2 separate regions of the Drosophila melanogaster genome follow, and region 2 is linked to region 1. A link is a contact called in public HiChIP or PLAC-seq data. All regions are on one chromosome and are shown on one strand. Each heading gives the region's core, a stretch centred on a gene start, on an enhancer-like site or on the middle of the called end of the contact. The rest is flanking DNA. Distances are from core to core; before and after follow the strand shown. Region 1 overlaps vtd (verthandi). Region 2 holds the start of Dbp80 (Dead box protein 80).

Region 1 (6,612 bases), core at 1,968-4,467:
GGAGAACAATAGCTCGTCCTCTTGCTGTTGACGGTCAGTAGAGGTTGCTCTTTGTTGGTTTCGTTTCTACGTTGATATCGCGTGTTGAGAAGTTTGAGAACCAGTCGTTTCCTTGATTTACGGAGCTTTTACGCATTTTCTCTAGTTCATCCACTTTTTTTTAGTATTTTTCCGGAGCTCAGCCAAGAACACGAACTCTGGTAAAACTTTGTTGCGCTGCTATGTCTCTTTACTCGTGTTCTGAGTGCAATATCGAAGTTAATGCTATCCAATTTCGAACCTTGTGTCATATCTTCTCTGACAGTTTAATAGCTTTGTAGTGACCATTGATTCGCACATCAAGGCTGATCAGCTGATGGGTAAAATACAACAACTAAGAAGTCTTTTTCTAATCTTAAATTCTAAATTTCAAATCGTCTGTATTGAACCATGAGAAAATTTAGTTGCAACAACAGTTGCTGAATCATTACCCCAAAATTCGTCATAAATTGTTTCATAAACCGCACAACAATAACAAAAGGCATACAATTGGTTTTGTGAACTATTCAATGTTCTGCTTAGAAAAAGGTTTCTGCATCTTGGCATAAATTTACGGTAGCCATAAAGCTGAAAGCTGTATCTAAATTTTTCAAGGATAAGCTGACATAGTCGACGTCAAGTAGGCCCACCGGCAGAGTGCTATTTTTGTTTTGCCACTCTCATCTAAATTTCTCTTCATTTTTGTCGCGTTTTTCTCATTTTCTCATTTGTCGTTCTCTGGATCGGACGCAGATGCGGTTTTGGAGATTATCGCTTCAAACCGCGTCGTCGGTGGAGTTTCATCAACATTCAATACCCAATACACTAACCCTCTAATCAGCTTAGAGATTAACTCGTGTACTGGAATAGCACCCTCACTTCAGTTTTTAAACAGTTGTTGGATCGGGACAACCTATCTCCTATAACGATGCATGAATACATTTAATTTGGTTTTTGCTGCCAGCGGCTTGAACTGTGGTTTGGGCCCATACTAATTTGCGCTAAATTCTGGGTAATGTGGAATCTATGGACATACATCACTCACTTATGGGCTTGTACTGTGATTTGCTTTTACGAAATGGCTGCTATTTTATCAACACCACTCTTCTTCGGTTCTGCTCACTACGAATTGCAATTGCAATTCTGATGATTGCGACAGCAAATTGTCCTCACGGCGTTTCGAAAAAATAATCTTTCTTTAAGTTTAACTTCCGCAAGTCTATAACCATCATTATTTTTATAACAACTTTATTCACGAAATCCACTATAGCCATAGGGTATGGGTAAAGCCTTGAATAAATGAATTGATTGTCCTGTGTGCATATTATGTCAATGGAAATTTATCGGATATCTGCTTCGGAACGATGGTGTGTCCAATATCGGAAAAAATTTACGTTGTTAAACATTCAAATTCATTTTGTTCGATCAAAGACACTAGAATAACAAGATGCGTAACGCCATACGATTTTTTGGCACACGATATTTTCGACATGGCTCCAGGCTGTCTCGAATTTTTGTTCGAGACCGAGAGAGCGCTTCAGCGAACAGCTCTTTTCTACGCATACAGTGGTAGCAGACAGCTGTATGAGTGCACACGTATGCTCATGCATTGTAAATTTGACAAAATATGCCCTTCACCTTAGAAGTTCTTATATATTATTTTTGATCAATTGGCACCATGCCAAAAATTCTTGCTTGGCATTGCCTTAACGTTATTATTATTCAAATATAGCTTAGAAATAGTAACACCCGAATCATAATATCACAAAATAAATTTCAAAAACGACTTTATATTAGAATATTTGTCATTAGAGTATTCAGCTTGCGACGTGTGAAAAATTTATAAGGCAATGATTGTTGAGTGCTTGTGTCCGCACTTCGTGCCTCAAGATATAACTTTTGCAGTAAACAGTTTTAATATTTTTATTTATTTTAGCTAAAGATATATTTGGATTCATCAAAGATATCTATTTAAGGATCACACAGACCACTTTCTATTTTTTAACTAGTAGAGTTAACCAGAATCCCATTGAAAACATATTTTAGCAAAAGGTGATAACTGGAGAAATCCTCCAGTTAACGAATTTAAATAATAATTGCCATCTCTAAACATTTTTAAATTTTCACAAAAGTCGAATTGCGAATCAGATGATGATGTTATGATGCCAATTGAGTTCGATTCGATAATATATCAGCCTTTCATTAAAAAAAAATACAACAACAAGAATACTCTGTATCATTTTCTAAAATTGTAAAAGACAATGAGAGGTACATACTTTGAACAAAATATAGATAACTTTTTGTGCAATAATGTTCCAGTAGATATTTTGTTGGATATATTGCTAAGGGATCCAGTTGTGATAAATGCAGATCGGTAATTTTAAAAGTACCGTGCATTTAACAGCTCCATCAGAGCCTTTTATACATGAAAATAACTACTCAATAGACTCGGACTTCGGGAAACTACAGGCACCATCTGATATATTTTTTAATATTTGCAAAATACACATTAAAGTTTTTGAAAATATTTTTGAAAATAATAAAAAAAAAAACAAATGTGTATAAAAAATTGATTGTTGATGCATTAAGTACACAAATGAAAGTAGTGCCTTAGCAAACGAATTAAAAATCTTGTTATTCTAATGTCTTTGGCCAGGTCCACTCGGCTATTGATCCTACTCAAGAATATATATACTTTATCTGGTCGGAAACACCTCCGTCTATCTGTTACATACTCTTCCAAGTACCTTTTATATCCTTTCACTCGACGAGAAACGAGTATAAAAATAGTTATGGCTTTGGAGTCACCTCTAAAAGCTGCGAGTCTGGAGCGGAAAGGAGATAATCATCTCGACGAAAACTATTACAAGCTACCCCTAAACTTTTGGTCACTTCTGGCCCATTAACGGTTTCATCTGATTCGGAACTTTCAGATAAGCAACACAACATTTTAGATTTTGACCCTTACCTAGGTCATTACTTGTTCGCCCACTAAGACCACACACTCAGTATCATCTCATAGCCAAGAAGAAAGAAAAAGAAGAAGAAAAGAAAAGCGCAGAATGTACACCTAGACCTTTCGATTTGGTGTAGAAGACCGAGAAAAAAGGACAATGAGTGAGATCACAAGGTGAGCATTAGGAACGGTAGTACGAGGTTGATCACTGCAAGTGAGGGAGCAGACCAACGCTCAGCAAGAACACGGAAGAGGACAAGGACCTGGCGCGGTCAGAAGGGACTGTGAAGGCATTGGTTAGTGTCCTGTGAGAGGAACGGTCCCAACAGATGTGCTCTTGGCTGTCTACGAAGGTGGTTCTGGGAAGATCCCTGGTTCGACCTAAGGAACGACACACCTAGCGGCCAAGCCACCATAATATCCTAGGGCTTATTCAGGACGGACCGTTGGGAGACGACGTGGGCATAGCGTGGTCAGAAGGGATCGTGGAATCTGGTGTCCTGTTTCAGGAGTGGTTCTAACATACGTGCATTTTCGGGTGTTCGCAAAGGTGGTTCTGGTAAGAGCTTTGGTTCGACCTAACGGACGATACACCTTGCAGATTCGCCACCATAACTTCGTAGGTCTCAATTGAGCTGACACACAATGGCAGTAGAAGTCCAGAGCCAGTATTCAAACAATACAGCTGAAGAATTATAAATCATAATCATAATCACCCACAAATCATAAATTTGGGCAAACAGACAAAACCCTCTGAGCCAGCCATTTCAACTCGTAGTGGCAGAACTAGGAAAACAAGCTCTTTACAATATTTATGCATTAATGTAATAAGAAAAAAAAAATGTAATAAGAAAGAAAATTTTCACCTTAAGATACTTACGTCCGCCTAAGTTACAAATTAATTTTAAAAAATACTTTGTAACTGTATACCACCATACCAAATATGGTTGTACCAAATGATTTTTGTATCACAACTCCTAATGCTCATTACCGCATCATTAGTATATAAATCAGATCATAAGATTAAAAATTATTTTATAGAGGCATTTAAGATATTCAAATCCATATGGATGACAGATGACAAATAAGAAAAAAACAACAGACTGAAGAAAGTGTATTACTAGACTAAGGCAACTTTTATGACGGAGTATTTTACAACTGAATTAATTTTTTTAAGGATACTTTCGACTGATATATATTTGAGGATATATTTCTTAGATTTCTACTTTTACGCGGTTTATCCATATATATATCCAGCTAATATCATTTGTAATTGATGATATTGATTATACTTACGTCCAAAAGAATCTCCAAACCCATCACCATCCAATCGAGAACCAGGCATATCAGCATGGGCGTCCAATGAATGTGGATCCAGAGACTCAATATTTTCCAAAACGTCATTATCAAATATTTTATCCTAAAATAGAACAGTATAAGCAAACATTCAAAAAATTCAAAAGTTCGCAAAACTACGAATCTCGTTTAAAAACATCAAATAATATTTTAATTCATATATATATGTAAGCTCAAAGAAGCTGGGGTCGGAAAAATCGAATTTTTTAAATTTGAAAGCTGGAATCGTTTGCCCATTTTTTGCCCATGTTTGCCCACCAATTAGTTTTTTTTGCCCACGTCCAGTTTTTGAGATATGAATTTTCGAAAAGGTTCGAAAATTTTCGAAAATCAAAAATTTCGCTTTTTTCAAAATTTTTTTTTTTAAATCGCAATAACATCGTTTGCCCACGTTTGCCCACCCTTTAGAATTTTGAAAAAATTTATACTTTAGAAAATATAAGGCTTTTAAGTTTACCTCGGTCTAATCAGAGAGTAAATCGTTTGCCCATCTCTTAAAACCAAATATTATCAACAAAAAACGTTTGCCCAACCATTATTATTAGTTTTTATCGTTTGCCCACCCTTTAAAAAACCTTTAACAAAATTTTTTTTTCGATTGCCCACATTTAAAATACAACCAATTTCCTTAGCCCACCTCTTTAAAATAAAAATTTCCAATAAAAAACGTTTGCCCACCATTTAAAACTAAATAATTTCGATTGCCCACCTTTTAAAACTAAATAATTTCGTTTGCCCATCCTTTAAAATTCATTTTTAACGTTTGCCCACCCTTTAAAAATAAATTATTTCGTTTGCCCACCCTTTAAAATTTGTTTTTTTCGTTTGCCCACTCTTAAAACTAAATAATTTCGATTGCCCACCTTTTAAAACTAAATAATTTCGTTTGCCCATCCTTTAAAATTCATTTTTAACGTTTGCCCACCCTTTAAAAATAAATTATTTCGTTTGCCCACCCTTTAAAATTTGTTTTTTTCGTTTGCCCACTCTTAAAACTAAATAATTTCGATTGCCCACCTTTTAAAACTAAATAATTTCGTTTGCCCATCCTTTAAAATTCATTTTTAACGTTTGCCCACCCTTTAAAAATAAATTATTTCGTTTGCCCACCCTTTTTGTCTTTTTTCGTTTGCCCACTCTTAAAACTAAATAATTTCGATTGCCCACCTTTTAAAACTAAATAATTTCGTTTGCCCATCCTTTAAAATTCATTTTTAACGTTTGCCCACCCTTTAAAATTTGTTTTTTTCGTTTGCCCACTCTTAAAACTAAATAATTTCGATTGCCCACCTTTTAAAACTAAATAATTTCGTTTGCCCATCCTTTAAAATTCATTTTTAACGTTTGCCCACCCTTTAAAAATAAATTATTTCGTTTGCCCACCCTTTAAAATTTGTTTTTTTCGTTTGCCCACTCTTAAAACTAAATAATTTCGATTGCCCACCTTTTAAAACTAAATAATTTCGTTTGCCCATCCTTTAAAATTCATTTTTAACGTTTGCCCACCCTTTAAAAATAAATTATTTCGTTTGCCCACCCTTTAAAATTTGTTTTTTTCGTTTGCCCACTCTTAAAACTAAATAATTTCGATTGCCCACCTTTTAAAACTAAATAATTTCGTTTGCCCATCCTTTAAAATTCAATTAAAAAGGGTGGGCAAACGTTAAAAATGAATTTTAAAGGATGGGCAAACGAAATTATTTAGTTTTAAAAGGTGGGCAATCGAAATTATTTAGTTTTAAGAGTGGGCAAACGAAAAAAACAAATTTTAAAGGGTGGGCAAACGAAATAATTTATTTTTAAAGGGTGGGCAAACGTTAAAAATGAATTTTAAAGGATGGGCAAACGAAATTATTTAGTTTTAAAAGGTGGGCAATCGAAATTATTTAGTTTTAAGAGTGGGCAAACGAAAAAAACAAATTTTAAAGGGTGGGCAAACGAAATAATTTATTTTTAAAGGGTGGGCAAACGTTAAAAATGAATTTTAAAGGATGGGCAAACGAAATTATTTAGTTTTAAAAGGTGGGCAATCGAAATTATTTAGTTTTAAATGGTGGGCAAACGTTTTTTATTGGAAATTTTTATTTTAAAGAGGTGGGCTAAGGAAATTGGTTGTATTTTAAATGTGGGCAATCGAAAAAAAATTTTTGTTAAAGGTTTTTTAAAGGGTGGGCAAACGATAAAAACTAATAATAATGGTTGGGCAAACGTTTTTTGTTGATAATATTTGGTTTTAAGAGATGGGCAAACGATTTACTCTCTGATTAGACCGAGGTAAACTT
Region 2 (6,612 bases), core at 2,814-5,313, 140 kb before region 1:
AGACATAATGACATTTAATGGTGATCCAGAAACCCTCTACACCCTCATAAACAGATTGGACTACGTTATTTCACTCTAACTAACGATGGACACGTCAAAGATTGGCCTACAGTCAAAGAGAGACTAATTGCAGAATTCAAACCCCATAAACCGAACTACAAGATACCAAGAACTTCAGGGAGACACCTTTATTTATATTCTATTACAATACTGATTAGAAAACTACCAATACAATTATTCACTATTTAAGCAACATAATTTTAATCAATACATGGACCCCTTTAGACCCAACTATACACTGCAGATGCCTTAATTTTTTTGTTGTTTTCAACAATACAACAATAAAATTCAAAATCCCCAAACAGCACATTTTAGAGGAAATACATACCCCCAACTACAACAAGCCTCCACATCTAAGATTACTAAAATCCCAAATACCAAACGACTGACACCATCAGACAGTGCACAAACCAAAATGTCTATTGATATGTTGAGATTTCAAGACGCACACGATTGCGAGGAATTTCAACATAGTTATTATGAAAAACAGTATCACAGTATTCACACTCGTCTTAATTAATGACGAGCAAAATCAAAATATCTTAGAACCAAACACAATTGTTTAGTTAACAGACCCAATCAGCACGAATAGCATACAAAGGTTGCCCATAGAAACGCCACGATATATATGATTAATAAAAATGTATTTTATTAAAAATACAAGATGTGAAGTTTTAACATCAAAATGCCCTATTACGTTGAACTTGATTATCTTACCCAGCAAAAGAATTTTAAAAAGAAATAAACCATTTTATGTACAGTTTTTCAAATAATTACGATATGCTAATTTGTGGAAAATGCACAAGTATTTAGACATTACAGAACAAGAGATAATGCTATAGTCAAGTTCCCCGACTATGAGATACCCGTTACTCAGCTAGTGTGATATCGATAGAAATTTTAAAGACTAATGCTTCATACTATTTATTTTGATTCCAAAGGAATCGTTCAGTTAATTCCTCTGAACTTAACATAATGTGTGTATAAAGGTATATGAGACCAAGTGGTTGCTTAATTATTAAGTAGAAAAGGAAAAATTTATCTAGTTATTAATTACTTAATGTGTAATAGTATAATAGTATAACACTATCCTCCGGGTAGGGAGATCGATGGGGTGTACCCAGGAGATGGGAAACCCGGATAGGATATTTGCTAGTCGGTTCGGGTGGACCATAAACCTGATGGCATAACGGCTGCTGTGAAAATTAATCTGATCCCCAAGAGGGGTAACTTTCAGACCTCTTTCGATTACCTTGTTCGTCACGTACCAGGGGAGCCCAGATGCGTGACGTGCAGCTCTCGACTGGACCACACGGAGCCTATTGAGCTGGGATTTGGCGGCAATTCCCCACACCTGGATGGCATAAATCCACGTTGGAGCAAGTATGGCTTTGATTAAAAGAGCCTCAGAGCTCATTTGTAGTTTGCTGGAGTGGAAGTGCCAGTCGAGCTTTTTTAGCTTCGCCAGTAACTTAAATTAGACTGACGTGCTGTGGGCCCTCTAGGTCAGTCTCCGATCTAGATGAACTCCTAGGTAGCAGTGCGATGTGACATTGATGATGGGGTTTCTATCGAAAGTCAGACCTGTGCAAGTTCCGGGCCGCAGGGAAAAAGTTACACAGGCTGACTTTGACGAGTTAATGGCCACATTCCATTTAGCAGTACATTTTTTGATTGCATGCAGCTATTCCTGGACTGCGTTGGAGTTCTAAAATCTGTATGTTTAATCTCAACCTTCTAGCTCCTATAGTTCCTTAGATTTCGACGTTTATGAACGGACAAACAGAAGGACATGGATCGACTTGGCTATTGATCCTTATCAATTATATATATTCTTTACATGTTCGGAAATACAACCTCCTACGTTTTACATACTTTTTAACGAATCTAGTATACCCATTTACTACACGAGTGAGTAATGGGTAAGATAAGTTTTTTTTATATGTACACATGTACACTCCGCGTCACCAGATCGCCCCTTGAGAAAAAATCTTTGATGTGATATTTAGAAAACTGTTTAAGCGAGAGCTTTGGAAATTTGTTTCCCTCAAAAGTTGAATAATTCTATAAATGGAAAGCTTATATGGGGTGCAGAAAAAAATTAGATGACACTTATACAGTTTGTCAAGACTCTGTTTACACACTGTGAAATAAGTGAATTTTTGACTTTAAAGGTAAAAATGAAGGGTTCTTTGCTTAATTAAACGCAATTTTTTTATAAAATATAATTAAACAATATTTGTTTTACTTATAAATCATAAAACAAATTTAAAATATTATATATACAAGAAAATAAACAAGAAATTCCAAGTTTACACACTTTTGAGACTGTCAAGAAACTCTTTACACAAAACACTAAATCGAAGTTTAATACTAAATTTTTAAATTATTTCATTAAAATTTTAAAAGTTTTAGTAGTATGTTCCCCATTGTCATTGGCTACAAGTTGGACACTTTTTTTATGGAATAGATAAGTTTTTGGAGGTCATATTCAAGCGGGATCTTTTCCCACTATTTGACTATTGCGCCATACTCTGCTTGGCCCATCGTTATAAAAGAGCAGTATTTTAGTTTCGTCACAAAATATGACGTCATCCCAGTACTCTTCCGGATGATCCACATTGCTCACAGCGAATGAATGACGCTTTTCAATATTGGCATCTGACAGCAAAGGCTTTTTTATTGCAACTCTTGAGAGTACCTATGGCGTAGGTTGACTTGGTTAATTTTGGTTTTCCGCCCACCACCACTCTTAGGTTCAAGCCTGCCCTCTTTTTCCGAGCGATTTAAAACATTGTAGACGGTTTTACGGGATACAGAAAACATTTATACTAATTCTGGAATTTATTTTCCCAACTGGTGGTTATAGTTTATTAATTGGGTAACTTCAAAAGTTAATCTCTTTCCAGGCATTTTATCAAATTTAATAATTTACTTTAAGCACGTTCGATCAGCAAAATTTCCCAAGCAATGTCAAAAAATTTCAATAGAAGCGTTGTAAAAAGAAATGCAAAGAAAAATAACGGAAAAACCGAGTTCTAAGGAAAAGAGCAAAACAAAGCAGGAAAACAAAATGTGTAGAGTTTCTTGACAGTCTCAAAAGTTTGGAATTTCTTGTTTATTTTCTTGTATATTGAATATTTTTAATTTGTTTTTTGATTTATAAGTAAAATAAATATTGTTTAATTATATTGAATAAAAAAATTGCGTTTAATTAAGCAAAAAAGCCTTAATTTTTAGCTTTAAAGTCAAAAATTCAACTTATTTCACAGTGTGTAAACAGTTTCTTGACAAACTGTATATATAAATTAGAATATTTTTAAAGGAAATTAATAAAGAGTTGATTTGTTTTCAAAGGCATTCATTTTGCACACCCACAAAATCATGTTTTGTTTAAAATGCTTAATATGGATTAAATGACTTATGTAGCCAGAAGCCAAAAATTGTTGTTTTTTCGTGAAGTTGCGGTTAAATCGCATGGAGTATCATGACTGCTGGTACAAAAACGTTGGTGCGACCAAAGACCCTAGAATAATCTAGTGTCTTTGGTGCGACATTGTTTAAGGTCTGCCGGTACGCACTCGTATAAATTAACGCTCTTAGAGAGCTTGTAAAAGTAAACAAAGATGAACCGAATAATTTAAAAGGAATTATAAATAATTTAAATCTTTTTTAAATATCTTTTAATCTTTTCCAGGTCATTTATTAAGATATAAAATAGTAAAATACTAAATTAATACAGTAATGCATGTGGATGTAATATTTATAGCAAAACTTACTCAGCGACGTCGAAATCGGTTTCTTCTCCAGATTTAGAGTCTAGGTTAAGTTTGTCGACCTAAATAAAACGAGTGGGAAAAATATATTTACAAACAATTATAATAAAAGGCAAATACCAGCTTAGAAACCTCCTGGTCCTCTGCTTTTTTAGCCCAATCACCCATGTTTAAATAGAATTAATAAGTTACTTTTATTTTTAACGTCAGAGTGACCAACTGGTCTTTCCTAAAAATAATTACACTGACATGTTAAATAATAGCCTATTTCCACATAGCTTCATCCAGAACACACTTTCATAATTTATTGTATTGTTTTACACCGAATTCTAACATTCATCATAAGACTGGTTGGAAAAGCTTGAGAGGTTTTACAAAAATTGCCGAAATAGTCTGAATTTTAGACGAGCATGTAATATGTAAACCAGATATAATTTAATATAAGCATTGATTTCTTAACTTTCAATATGATTAAATAAATACGATATATAATCTTATATGATATCATATATTCAAAAAAATATTTGGTTATAATGATGTTACAATGATCTTTTAGGAGTGTTCCAGTTATTACGTTAAGACTCATTGGATCGGTCTCGGCGCCATATAAGTGCCACATACCTGATGAGGACTTGGGCAGAAGGACGTGCAGCATATGGATGCCGGCTAAGCATCTTAAGTAGATTTCCCCCCACAAGATTATCTCTCCATGGCATGACAAGCATTATGCTAAGAGACCAGCGCACAATGCGATACTTTTATGTTAATTTCATGAGTCAAATGTACACCCTTCCCTTGATTAGGTCCCTTCTCAGAAATTTTAAATTTATCTCCACATTACACTAGATTCGTTGAAAAGTATATAACACTCAGATGGAAACGTTTCCGACCATATAACGTATATATATTTTTGATCAGGATCAATAGCAGAGTCGTCTTTATGTCATAGAGCTTCCAATCTTTTTATATCTTTTTAGGTTACGGTATTCTAATTCTTGTACCAACGACTGTTAGGACAGACGCAACGGTACGACTTCATGACTATACAAACGGAGAAGTTAACACAAGCAGTTCTCACGCGGTGAACCGGGACCGGATTCTAATAAATACTTGAATATTGTGACCCTCGCCCTAACGGGAGAGTGGTAAATAAATATTAGTAAATTTATCATAGTAGCTTTAGACAATGAAAATGAATAATTCATATACATATGTATCTAGTATCAGTATCATCTAGTATCTTTCCTTACATGTTTTGAAGATAGCAACTATTACTATATCTTACAACAATTTAGGTTAAAATCGCTGTATCAGTAAGAAGATTGGGTATAATTTGGATGCAAATGTAATCCCCAATAATAACGAGACTTAACAGAAACGTTGTAACTGAAAATAATTAGTATGTAGTAAATATGTCAATTTGGGTATAATCACGTAAATTAAAATTTTTTCTGGGTTCTATAGGTATCGTGGTTAAGGACAGGAAAAACAACTACACGGGTCCAACGGCCACACCTCCCGCCCAACCGTCCAAGGGCGCTGCCGTATATCGTACAGCTCGATTCCCGAGGGGATAGACGCGATATAAAAAAGAACAGGAACGAGGAAATGAATATAATGTAAAATAACCATATTAAATATTAGTGTTAGTAGGATCCAATTATGTAATAAAAAAGTTAAAATCGATTGCTTAAAGAGCGGCAGAGAGTCAAGATTACAGATAATAGAATAAAGTCTATTATAGTCAGAACATAAAACTCTGTAAGGGTCATGCAACTCATAGTTAGATCTAGAATGATTTAAAATAAGGGGTATATCGTTTCTGGTGAACCTACTTGGAACCGAGAAGTTAAGCCGAATCAAGTCGGGACTCTCAACATCCCCACGAATAAACTTACAAATAAAGACTATTCCAAGCGTAGTTCTACGGTTAGCTAGGGACGGTAAATTAATTAAAAGTAGTCTACTGGAATAAGGAGGTAATATACGGTTTGCATCCCAATTAAGGCGCCCCAAGGCAAAAAGTAAGAAGTTTTTTTGGACCGATTCCATGCGGTCCGAGTGGACTGCGTATTGTAGACTCCAAACAGTTGATCCTTACTCGAGAATCGGACGGACTAACGAAATAAGTTAGGTTTTAGTCAAGTAAGGAATCATCAAATTCCTAAGACCACCATTTTATAAAAGGGACACCCCTGGCCTTATTGATAATAGACGAAATATGGTCAAAAAAAGTTTAGTTTTGGGTCCAGAAGAACACCATATATCATCAATTCGTGTTATTCTGTCCACATTGCATCCACTTAGAGTGTAAGTCATGCGTATTGGGTTGGCACGACAAAAGGTCATAACTTTACACTTGCCATTTAAGTCTAACACGTTATCACGGCACCATATTTGAAATCGATCTAGATCGGATTGTAAGTCCAAATGGCACGAAGTGTCCTTGTACTGGAGGCATAATTTAACATCGTCTGCGTACATAAGTACACGCGGATGTTTTATTGCTAAGAGGAGGTCGTTGATGAATAAGGTAAAAAGAAGCGGACCAAGATGGCTCCCTTGTGGGACACCGGATGTGACTCGGAGAATAGAAGATAAAGAATTTTTAAAGAGGACTTGTTGTGTCCTGCCATTCAAATAGCTTGAAATCCAATTTAGAAGATCAACAGGGAAACCTAAAAGATCAAGTTTTCTTATTAGAAGGTAATGATTAACAGAGTCAAATGCTTTCGTAAAATCAGTATAGATGACATCTGTTTGAAGATTATTTTTG

Evidence for each region. HiChIP or PLAC-seq counts read pairs in DNA pulled down with a chosen protein or histone mark.
Region 2: a POLR2A S2P HiChIP or PLAC-seq map of the Kc167 cell line shows a contact between it and region 1, with 4 times the contacts expected there. The contact joins the promoter of Dbp80 here to the enhancer-like site in region 1. A contact is called at or near these places in 13 of 107 Hi-C or Micro-C datasets (the Kc167 cell line, the ML-DmBG3-c2 cell line, the S2 cell line and 3 more) and 2 of 6 datasets of contacts at active chromatin or transcription factors (the Kc167 cell line and the S2 cell line).

The regions. Positions count from the first base shown.
Region 1 is chr3L:27,137,901-27,144,512 of dm6, reverse strand. It overlaps vtd (verthandi), which reads right to left. Exons shown (of 9, transcript NM_001300711.1): 3 at 4,271-4,394. Among named protein-coding and RNA genes, the nearest start is that of vtd, 4.7 kb to the right of the region's middle. Within about 2 kb of position 3,217, at least 6 of the 39 cell types and tissues checked have an H3K27ac peak or open chromatin away from gene starts, as enhancers often do. A contact at or near this core is called in the Kc167 cell line, where this site is marked.
Region 2 is chr3L:27,276,767-27,283,378 of dm6, reverse strand. Dbp80 (Dead box protein 80) reads right to left here and starts at 4,063. Exons shown (of 12, transcript NM_001276241.1): 1 at 3,957-4,063; 2 at 3,840-3,898. The coding sequence starts at 4,004.